Regions from separate parts of the Capra hircus genome. Here region 1 is linked to region 2. Evidence: chromatin contacts called from public Hi-C data. All regions are on one chromosome and are shown on one strand. The core of a region is the stretch at or near the end of the contact, and the rest is flanking DNA. Distances in the headings are between cores, read along the strand shown. Region 1 holds the start of BIRC2 (baculoviral IAP repeat-containing protein 2). Region 2 has its middle 4.6 kb from the start of TRNAD-GUC.

Evidence for each region. A called contact is a pair of places that touch in the nucleus more often than the background predicts.
Region 1: a contact with region 2 is called in a Hi-C map of blood, with 4 times the contacts expected there. The contact joins the promoter of BIRC2 here to the enhancer-like site in region 2. A contact is called at or near these places in 2 of 5 Hi-C or Micro-C datasets (both in blood).

Annotation. Positions count from the first base shown.
Region 1 is chr15:76,102,419-76,107,584 of ARS1.2, reverse strand. It overlaps BIRC2 (baculoviral IAP repeat-containing protein 2), which reads right to left and starts at 2,954. Exons shown (of 8, transcript XM_018059895.1): 1 at 2,781-2,954; 2 at 1-1,446. The coding sequence starts at 219.
Region 2 is chr15:76,029,912-76,035,273 of ARS1.2, reverse strand. No RefSeq gene overlaps it. Among named protein-coding and RNA genes, the nearest start is that of TRNAD-GUC, 4.6 kb to the right of the region's middle. Within about 2 kb of position 1,628, at least 1 of the 5 cell types and tissues checked has an H3K27ac peak or open chromatin away from gene starts, as enhancers often do.

The sequences.
Region 1 (5,166 bases), core at 1,705-4,204, 71 kb before region 2:
ATAAAAACCAGCACGAGCAAGACTCCTTTCTGAGACAGGAACACCGGTGGGGAAAGTTGAATATGTAGACATTCGGTAGAGCTCACATGAAAAGTCGTATGTCATTTTTTGTTTGTTGCCACTTGTCCAATTTGACAAGACTGTGCTATCTTCCATCACACTCTTAATTTTTCGATATGAGGGATCCAGGACAAGTCTTTGGGAGGTAGTTTTGTGCATGAGTGATTTTTACTTTTTGACAGCAAAAATCCTTTACATGAAATTTTTCTTCTCTTCACATTAGATTTTTTTTTTTTTACCATAAAAAAGAATCAAACGATAGGCTCCTACTTACATAAAATTCACTACACCTTCTTTACTGGATTTACATCTGAATTTACACTCAGGTAGGATGACTCTCTCTCCTATATTATCAAAATACTATTTAATACTCTTTAGGACTATATTAACTCAAGTGCTATCTCTGTTCACTATTTGGTATAATACTAAACAGACTGAAAGAAGTTGAGACACTTTTGAAAATATAACACTCCTTGATTTTTCAAGGAAGTTTATATTCCCAAAATTCTAAACAAAGACACAATACTTATGCCTTTTATTTGCTTTTGGTTACAAATTACAAAGCCTGGATATCAAGCCAATTAATGGCCATCCTACAAGAGAAAAAAACTATATGCAGACTTCTTTCCCTCCAAGCACTTTAGTATATTTTTTATAAAAAAATCTTTTATTCTAGTAAACAATAAGTCTTCATATGGTCACATTATCTAAAGGCTAATTTCACATAGCTTATCATCATAGTATTTACTTAAGAAAGTTAAAGTAGCTTCAGTTAACAATTTTGGAGGATGTCAACACTTACAAGCATTGCTGAACCTAAATCTGTTATACTGTGCACGATGTTAAAACTCACCAGCTGCTAACTCATCTTTGTTAATACTGTCTATATTTGTTTTCATTTTCTGCACCATTAATATTATGTTGTCTTTCTTCCTAACTTTGCATACCACTTTATTATATTTGGTCAACTGAAGGTATTGTCTCCATAAACTTAACTAGTTAATCATAAAGTTTCTACAGCAGAACCTTTTTACATAATTTGTCTTTCATTTAAGAATCATGCACCTATAATATCACTCATTTTGTTTTTAAAGGTAAATCAAGTTTATCAAGATACAGCTTGACTGTTCTAGTATTATCACAAATGCCTAACAAGATACTCTACCACCAACACTGCTCATGCATAATATGCCACTAATTCTACTAGCAGCAGCAGCCTTGTTTCTGAAAACCCTTCATATTTTAAAAGTATAAGTCATACACAAAATTACACTCTGCAGAATTCAAACTATATCCCTTTATAAAGTTTCTGGGTGTCCATAATGGGATTTATTACTGCAGGGGAAAAAGTGAGGGGGAAAAATGTAGATCTTCAGGGCTGTAAATCTGAAAAGGAAAAACAAAGGCTATTTTAGAAAACTGCATTTTCACCGTGAATACAATTTATATATTCCTTTCAACTTATTCAATAAATTCTAAAAGCGATTTACTTTAGATAATACATCTTAAATTTCAGCAATTTGTCACCAAAACTAATTAGAAAATCTCTTTATCAAAATAAATGCAATATATTGCCCATAGCATTAAATATGCATTTCTTTTAACGTACAACTTTGAAGAAAGATGGACACAGAAACCTATTTTGTTCTTGGTCTCCTCTCTTCCTCTGGTGACAACTTTAATACATACTTTAAGGATAATATCTCTGGCAGTTTGCTAGAGGCAAAGGGGCACTAGTGCTGAAAGAGAGGGCACCCATCAGCAACAGTGCAGCAGTTATTTAGGCGATTTAATACACACAACCCATTCCAGTATTGCCTGGAAAATTCCATGGACAGAGCAGCTTAGCGGGCTACAGCCTCTGGGGTCGCAAAGAATCGGACACGAGTGCGCGCTCACAATGTTCTTTATTCTTTAATATCAAGTTTCTCCAGAACTCGGAAAACTCACCAGTGAGAGTAAAATGTGTCAGGAACTCGTTAATACATGATGACCCTTTTAACTCTACAACGCCCTACAACGCCCTTACAATCCAAAGGAGCAGCCACAGAAAGTAGCTCAAAAACAACACACCCCACAACGGCTCTGTGAAACACTGGCCTTGGGAATGCGACCCCTTGCAAGAAAGCTTCTGTTATACCAGAACTTGGCGTTCTGTCTTAAAAGACTTTTGTCCACCGCCACCCTACAGTGGTTTGCCCTCTTAAAGCAAACTTGCGGCTTCGGGGGTTGAGGCCGAGAGACAGACTGCAAGGGAAAAGAAGGGAAACCGGAGTTTTAATTTCCCAGCGCTATTTCTCACAACACAGTGGACCACGAAAGTGGCAGAGCGCGGCTGGAGCGATCTGAAACAGGAGACCCCGCTCCCACCGACTGTTCTCCTTCGAACACACTAAACAAAACACCACCGAGGGCTAAGTTTAAAACCCTGCAGAAGCTTGACCAACATCTTGGGCTGAGTCCAATGGCCACAAAAGTGGGCGGCGGCCAGCGGAGGCTTGCCAGCAGGTCAATTTAAAAAATTTACTTTCGACTGCAACTTTTGGAGTTGGGGCTTCCGAATGAAACAGAATCTGCAAGAGGAGACCGGAGAGCTCGCTGCGACCCCCTAGCTCCCGGTCGATGGGCCCCGGCCCTGTCATCCCAATCCTCCCAAGCCCCACAGGCCCGCGCGCCCCCAGCCGCCTCGCACCGCGGGGCCCGGAAGGAGCTGCACTCACCGCAAGGCCGACGCAGCAAACGCGGAAACGGCTTAGCCTCCCGGAGCCTCCTCGGCCCCTTGAACAACGACGCCGGCAGAAGGGGGCGGCCGGGTGGCTGGGCTCCAGCGCGCCACAGGCTCCCCGCCCGCGCGAGGCCCACGCCGACGCCCGCTGACGTCAGCGCGCCGGCCGGGATCACGTCACGCAGCCCGAGGGCGCCGGGGTGGCTGAGGGCGGAAGTGCGAGTCTGGCGCGGCTCGGGGAGTGCGCGCGGGCGGGAGGGCCCGGCCATAGGTCAGCTGGCGGGGGCTACGAGCCGGGCCTCAGCTTGGTAATCGGACCTTTCATCTCGCGGCGTGGGCACTTTTGACGTTTCGTTCCCTCGCCGTTCCTGACCTTCTCCTGATGGGCACGTGACGAAGCGCGAGCCGCAGGAAGCCCTGCAGAAACGCCCCCGTTCGGGCGAAGCGCCTCTCCCCGGCGTCGCGCGTTCGGGGTCCGGCTCGGGCCGACTCCGAGTGAGGCCTCCCGTCAGCGCGGGTGACCATGTCCGGGGTGGAGGCAACCTGCCGGCGTTTGGGCTTCCATTAAATGAATAGTTGTAACGGTCTCAGCGGCTGCGTACCGTCAACCTTCGACAGCTGGCCGTGGAAATGGAAAAAAAGTGTTGGACGGCAGAACAGCATCAGAGAATAAATTTTATAATCAGACACTGTATCTTTTATTTTTAAACATTTGTTTTTCTGTCCTGGAGGCGGAATAACTGACGAAAGTGTTCTAATTTCAGAAAGTCATCACGAGCAACAGGAACCACGTTTCAGACTAGGCCTCACTCCTTTTTTTAATCTGAATGTGGCTAGGATGGAATGTATACATTCATACATTGTTGTTCTGTCGCCAAGTCGTGTCTGATTCTTCGCAACCCTATGGACTGTAACACAGCAGGCCTGCCTGTCCCTCACCATCTCCGCAGAGTTTGCCCAAGTTCATGTCCATTGAGTTGGTGATGCTAGCCAACCGTCTCATGCCCTGTGGCGCTTTTCTTCTGCCCTCAATCCCAAAATCAGTCAGGGTCTTTTCCAATGAATGGGTACATTCATACACATGTATATGTTAGTCGTGAAGGAACCACAGAGGAGCCTTTATCAGTGACGTTTATATAGTTAAGTGACATGTTCGTATAGTTAAATGATAAAAATCGTAAAAGCAAAATCTTGGTTTGCTCCCCTCTCTAGCAGTTTGTGAACACAGTGGCATACAGTAAATATTTGCTATATTGCAGCAAGGGAATTTTTTAGTTTATGTTTTGTGAAGACTCTCTTTGTGAATGATATCAGATGATTTCTTCTCTCAGGGGAACCCCAGGGGGGGCAAATATTTCAAAAACTTCCAAATAAGCTACTTAATTAGGCAGCCGGGGGAATTCCAAAACCCTGAACCATTTCCCATTTCCTGTCCCTGTCATTTCTGCCTGCCAGTCAATCACAGAACAGCAAGGCTTCTGTTCAAGTGTTAGTAGTAAAAAGAAAGTATTCATAACAGATTGTGATACAGAGAAAAGAAATGCCGTGACTCCCAATGACTAAAAACTTCCAAATATGCACATGAGTTCAGTATTTAGTTCAAGTTACAATTTCTCTGAAAGTTACCCAACTTTCTTTTTATGTGTGGGAAAATAAATATAGCAAGAACTGTTCATTCTGGATTCAAGACTATTTCTCATTTTCAATTCTTGTCCTAACCAAAACAGTATAAGGGAAAATTCGTATTTCAAAAACTGAAAGTCCATAGACATTTCCAAAAAAACCTGTGTAATAACATTCAGGTATAATAACTATAACTTTAACCATGTATAACCTTGTGCTGCTGCTGCTAAGTCACTTCAGTCATGTCCGGCTCTGTGCGACCCCATAGACAGCCGCCCACCAGGCTCCCCTGTTCCTCAGATTCTCTAGGAAAGAATACTGGAGTGAGTTGCCATTGCCTTCTCCAGCATAACCTTGTAGTTGAATGTTAAATTTATTGTTGCCCACTTACTCAGTTAATCTTTTTAATATTTACAGTGTAGAATTGCTGGTGATTTTTTAAAATAAGGTGTGTATTTTTACTGAGGTTGCTATCCTAATATTTTTCACATATATGTCAACAACATATTTACAGGATCCAAGACAATTTTGAAGAATATAAGATTGAAGGGACTTATCCATGAGATAATGAGTTATACAGTAAAGTCATAGTAATAAAGATAGTACTGAGTTAGCACAAGAATGGACAAATAAAGGAACAAGATACAGTGCCTAGAAATATATATATGAACCTGACGTTGGTATTATATTACATATCATTGAGAAAAGGACTTAACTGGTCAATAAATAATAATGAGTGATTACGCTAATGAAAAATA
Region 2 (5,362 bases), core at 379-2,878:
ACATTCCTCCCCGCCAGAAGCTCGGGCAACCTCTCTCCCTCTTCTTGATACCACAGGAAGTCAGGGACATGAGCGGTTCACCTATGGTTGGCTCAGAATCTCCTCTTCACAGCAGAGAACACGGCCACTGCGTGGTACAATCCACCCCTTCCTCCCTGGCAGGAGGTTGTGATGAAAGGACAGTTGTTGCTGTGCAGAAGTCACCCACTGCTATTACTGGTGTTGTGTACATTTCTCTGTGTCATTGGTGTTTACGAAGGGCTCTCTTTTATTTTAGGGATTGGTGACGCTACCATGAAAAGACAGATACAATCCTGACCTTAGTGTACTTACATTGTAGTTGCTGCTGAGTTGCTTCAGTCGTGTCCAGCTCTGTGTGACCCCATAGACGCCAGCCCACCAAGCTCCTCCATCCCTGGGATGCTCCAGGCAAGAATACTGGACTGGGTTGCCATTTCCTTCTCCACATTGTAGTTGCGGAGGTGCAGAAATAAACAAGTGTGCTCAGAAAGAAAAGAAACAGGAGGGCAGGTAGATAGCAGTGATTCTAGAGAACTAGTCAGAGAAGTCCCTCTGAGGATATTTGAGCTGAGACCTGAAATGACAGGGTGAGCCGTGTTGGGAGGGAAGGGGGCTAGAGAGGCCCCGGGCAGCACTCCTGCGTTGCCTCAGCCACTGCCTCCTCTCTGCTTGCTCTGTCCTCTGCCTGGAACTTTCTCTTCTTTCTGCACTTCCAAAGTCACGTCCGTCCTTCCAATCCCCAGCGTCACATTCTTAAAAATGTTCTCAGGAAACTCTTACAGCTACTGCTCCTCACTCTGGGTCCAAACAAAATTTTCTTTATACCTCTGTCACAGAGAAGGGGAAAGGAAGAAGTATTTTTTGACCACCTACTGTGGGCCAGGAACTGTACTAAATTATACACACACACACACACACACATATATATATATAACTGTCCTAAAGCATACAAACACACATATATAACTATACTAAAGTATATATATATATATATATATATATATATACTTTGTATATACTGGGATTCCCTTGTAGTTCAGTCCGTAAAGAATCTGCCTGCAATGCAAGAGACCCAGATTTGATCCCTGGGTTGGGAAGATCCCCTGGAGAAGTAAATGGCATCCCACTCCAGTATCCTTGGCTGGAAAATCTCATGGACAGAGGAGCCTGGTGGGCTGTAGTCCATGGAGTTGCAAAGAGTCAGGCACAACTGAGCGACTAACACTCACTTACTTACACACACACACACACACACACACACACACACACACACACACACACATATATATAGTGGTTCAGTGAAGGCTGTGCTTCCACTATGAGGCTTAGGGCTTTACTGTGCCCCATTTTATTGGCTTGAAAAATTAGGGAGTTGGAACAGAACAGATAATATCTAAGATTAATTACAAAGAAAAATTCCTGTGTACTTTTCCAACCGCTAGCATTCTGAGGGCTGGCTGGGGGACAAAGTTTCAGCCAGGAGGGGGCAGGATCATGGAGGTCTGGACACGTGTGATTGATGTGGTCGGGGCACACCCGTCAGTAGGGACTGTTTCAGCGCTGTGGAGATGCGCCGCACAGACCCAAGAAAAGACTGCCACCCAGTGGCAGCTCCCTGGAACTTACCAACCACCCATCCAGTATCTTTCATGATGTCTGCTAGTGTCAGGTACTGGGTAACAGCAGACGGTGAACAGGAGAGACTCGAAAGCCTCAGTCCTAGTGAGACTTTCATTCTAACAGGGCACAGACTAGTTCCAAGCCCTACAGAGTAGTGTAGCCCTCCACAGCTGATTCAGCACAGCTATCACAGACTTGGAAGCCTCAAATTAAGATAGCACACTACTTGTTCACTGTTTAAAGTGAAGTTTTCTGTTAATAGAGAAAAGATGCACACACTACTTGTTGGGGAAAATGGCTTCTGAATGAGCCAGCTTGGAAGTTCCTCTTGCATGATATTTTTTAAACTACTTTATACCACGTCAATGGCACCCCACTCCAGTACTCTTGCCTGGGAAATACCATGGACGGAGGAGCCTAGTAGGCTACAGTCCATGGGGTCTCAAAGAGTCGGACACGACTGAGCAACTTCACTTTCACTTTTCACTTTCATGCATTGGAGAAGGAAATGGCAACCCACTCCAGTGTTCTTGCCTGGAGACTCCCAGGGATGGGGAGCCTGGTGGGCTGCCGTCCATGGGGTTGCACATGACTGAAGCGACTTAGCACGTCAAGTACTTTCTCTTTCTTCAATTCTTAAAATTTCTAAGACCATATACTATTTTTAAAGTGTGTTTAAATGGGTTTCTTATACTATGGAACATCGCGTGGAAAAATAATAAACTACAAATTAAATATTTTACTATTAATGAACATGAGACTTTAGGCGTTTTATTCTCATAATAGAGAATCTGACTCCATTTTTCATGTTTGCCGACAAATGTTGAGCCTCACTACTTCCTTCTCTTTGCCCCACATCTGGGAAAGTTATAAGAAGTCCTGGTGCTTCCTCTTCTGGTACTGAAGGCAAGTTCAGTGCAAGCCTTGGCCCTCATCAGGATCCCTCCTCTTGATCCCAGTAAAAACAGTCAGTTTCCTATCCCTGCTCTCTCAGGTAGCCATTCATGGACTGGCTCAGAAGCCACTCTGTTCTCCCCAGAACGGCTCATTCTGAGCTTAATAAACCTTCACAAGCAATCTTGAGAAAGAAGAACAAGCTTGAGGCATCACATTCCATGATTTCAAACTATGTTACAAAGTTATAGTAACTGAAACTGTATGATGCTGGCATAAAAACAGACACACAGATCAATGGAACAGAATAGAGAGCCCCAAAATAAACCCATACCTATGTGGGCAATTAATCTATGGCAAAGGAGTCAAGAATATACAATGGGTATGGACATTCTTTTCAACAAATAATTTTGGGAAACTGGCCTGTCATATGCAGAAGAATAAAAGTGGACCATATCAATACCATACACAGAAATAAACTCAAAATGAATTAAAGACTCAAATGAAAGACCTAAAACCATAAAATTCCTAGAAGAAAACTTAAGCAGTAAACTCCTTGAGAGAAATCTTGGTGACGATATTTTTAATCTGACACCAAAAGCAAAACTAAACAAGCAGGGTTAGGTCAAACCAAAAAACTTCTGCACAGGAAAAGAAACCATCAACAAAATGAAAAGGCAACCTATTGAATGCAGAAAATACTTGCAAATCATATATCTGAGAAGGGGTTAGTATCCAAAATATATAAAGAACTCATACAACTCAATAGTAAAATAACAAAAGCAAGCAAACAAACAGGAAAACCAAACAATCTGATGAAAAAATGGGCAGAAGATCTGAGTAGACATTTTTTCCAAAGAAAATAAACAGATGGCCAACAAGCACATGAAAAAGTGGTCAATACCACTAATGATCAGGAAAGTGAAACCAAAACCACAATGAGATATCACCTTGCTTCTGTCAAGATGGCTAAAATCGAAAAGACAGAAAATAACAAGTGTTGACAAGAATTTGGAGAAAAGGAAACCATAGTACACTGTTGGTGGAAATGCAAAGTGGTACAGCCAGCATGGGAAACAGTATGGAGCTTCTTTTAAAAAATTAAAAATAGAACTACTGTTTGATCTAGCAGCTCCACTTCTGGTTATTTAGCTGAAGAAAAGAACACACTAACTCGAAAGTGATATATATGCACTCCTCAGGTTTGTTGCATCATTATTTGCAACAGCCAAGATATAGAAGCAACCTGTGTCCATCAACAGATGAACAGATAAAGACGGTGTATACAATAGAATATTATTCGGCCAAGTAAAAGAAGGGAATATTGCCATTTGTGACAATATGGATGAACTGTGGGGGCAGCCCACAAAGTGAAATAAGTCAGACAGAGAAAGACAAATATCATATGATCTCATTTATATGCATAAATTAGAAAAAAACTGAACCCTCAGACACAGAGAACAGATTGGTGATTGCCAGAGGAAGGGGGTGGGCCAGAGAGAAAGTAGATAAAGGAGGTCAAAGTGTGTAAACTTCCAATTTTACAATAAAATATGTCATGGGGATACAGTTAACAATACTGTAAATTACATATCTGAAGGTTTATGAAAGAGTAATAATAAGAAAAAGAAATGTGTAACTATGTACGGCAACAGTCGGTAAAGAATTCCCCTGCAATCCACCTGCAATGTGGAAGACCTTGGTTCAATGTCTGAGGGTTGGGAAGATCCCCTGGAGGAGGGCATGGCAACCCACTCCAGTATTCTTGCCTAGAGAATCCCATGGACAGAGGAGCCTGGCAGGCTATGGTCCACGGGGTTGTGAAGAGTCAGACACGATTGAGTGACTGAGTCCAACAAGCGCAGCATATGGCAATTAGATTAATTGTGGTGATCATTTCACAAAATATGCAGTCGTTGTGTTATACATGTGAGGTGTAACATCAATTACACCTCACTGAAAGTAATAATAATAACAAATAAAAAGCAAAGCTACCCAGTGATAAGAAGCAAACAAACAAAAAAAACCTTTTCATACCCTCTTGGTGCAGGTATGAAATAGTCTCCACATCCAAATTAAATTTGGGGGGAAGGGAAGAATTCATCCTACCTCTATATGATGGCCGCAACAATTCTATTTTTTGAAATATGAGAGCATGTTAAGTGTGTTAGTTGCTTAGTCGTATCTCTTTGAGACCCTATGGACTGCAGCCTGCCAGGCTCCTCTGTCCATGGGATTCTCCAGGCAAGAATACTAGAGTAAGGTGCCATTTCCTTCTCCAGGGGATCTTCTCAACCCAGGGATTGAATCCAGATCTCCCACATTGCAGGCAGATTCTTTACCAGCTGAGCCACCAGGGAAGCCCCAAAGAGAACCCCATTCTTCATCTCTCCCCACACCAAAATTTTCTTAGATCCTTTATATCTTTCCTTCCCCTTATTCTAGAATATTTGGGAACAAGGGAATATGGGGAATATGCTGCCAATGCAAAAATTATCTTTGTTTCTATTTTACTAAAAATACTACCAACAAACATCATTATGTTAAATGATTTGAGTAAGTTAAAAATGCAGTGGCAACTATTTTGAAATACACAGATATGACTTTGAGTAAAGCAGATTGTCTTCCACAATGTGTCTGAACCTCATCAATCCTTTGAAAAGACTGATCTTCCCTTAGGAAGAGTAAATTCTGCCAGGAGATGGTTTTCAGAACTGAACCAAACTGAAGCATCATCTCTTCTGTTGTCTGCAGCCTGACAGCTCACATATCTGTGGCCTTTTCTTCTTTAATTTCTTGGTTCAAAATAGAGGAACTATTAAACCAT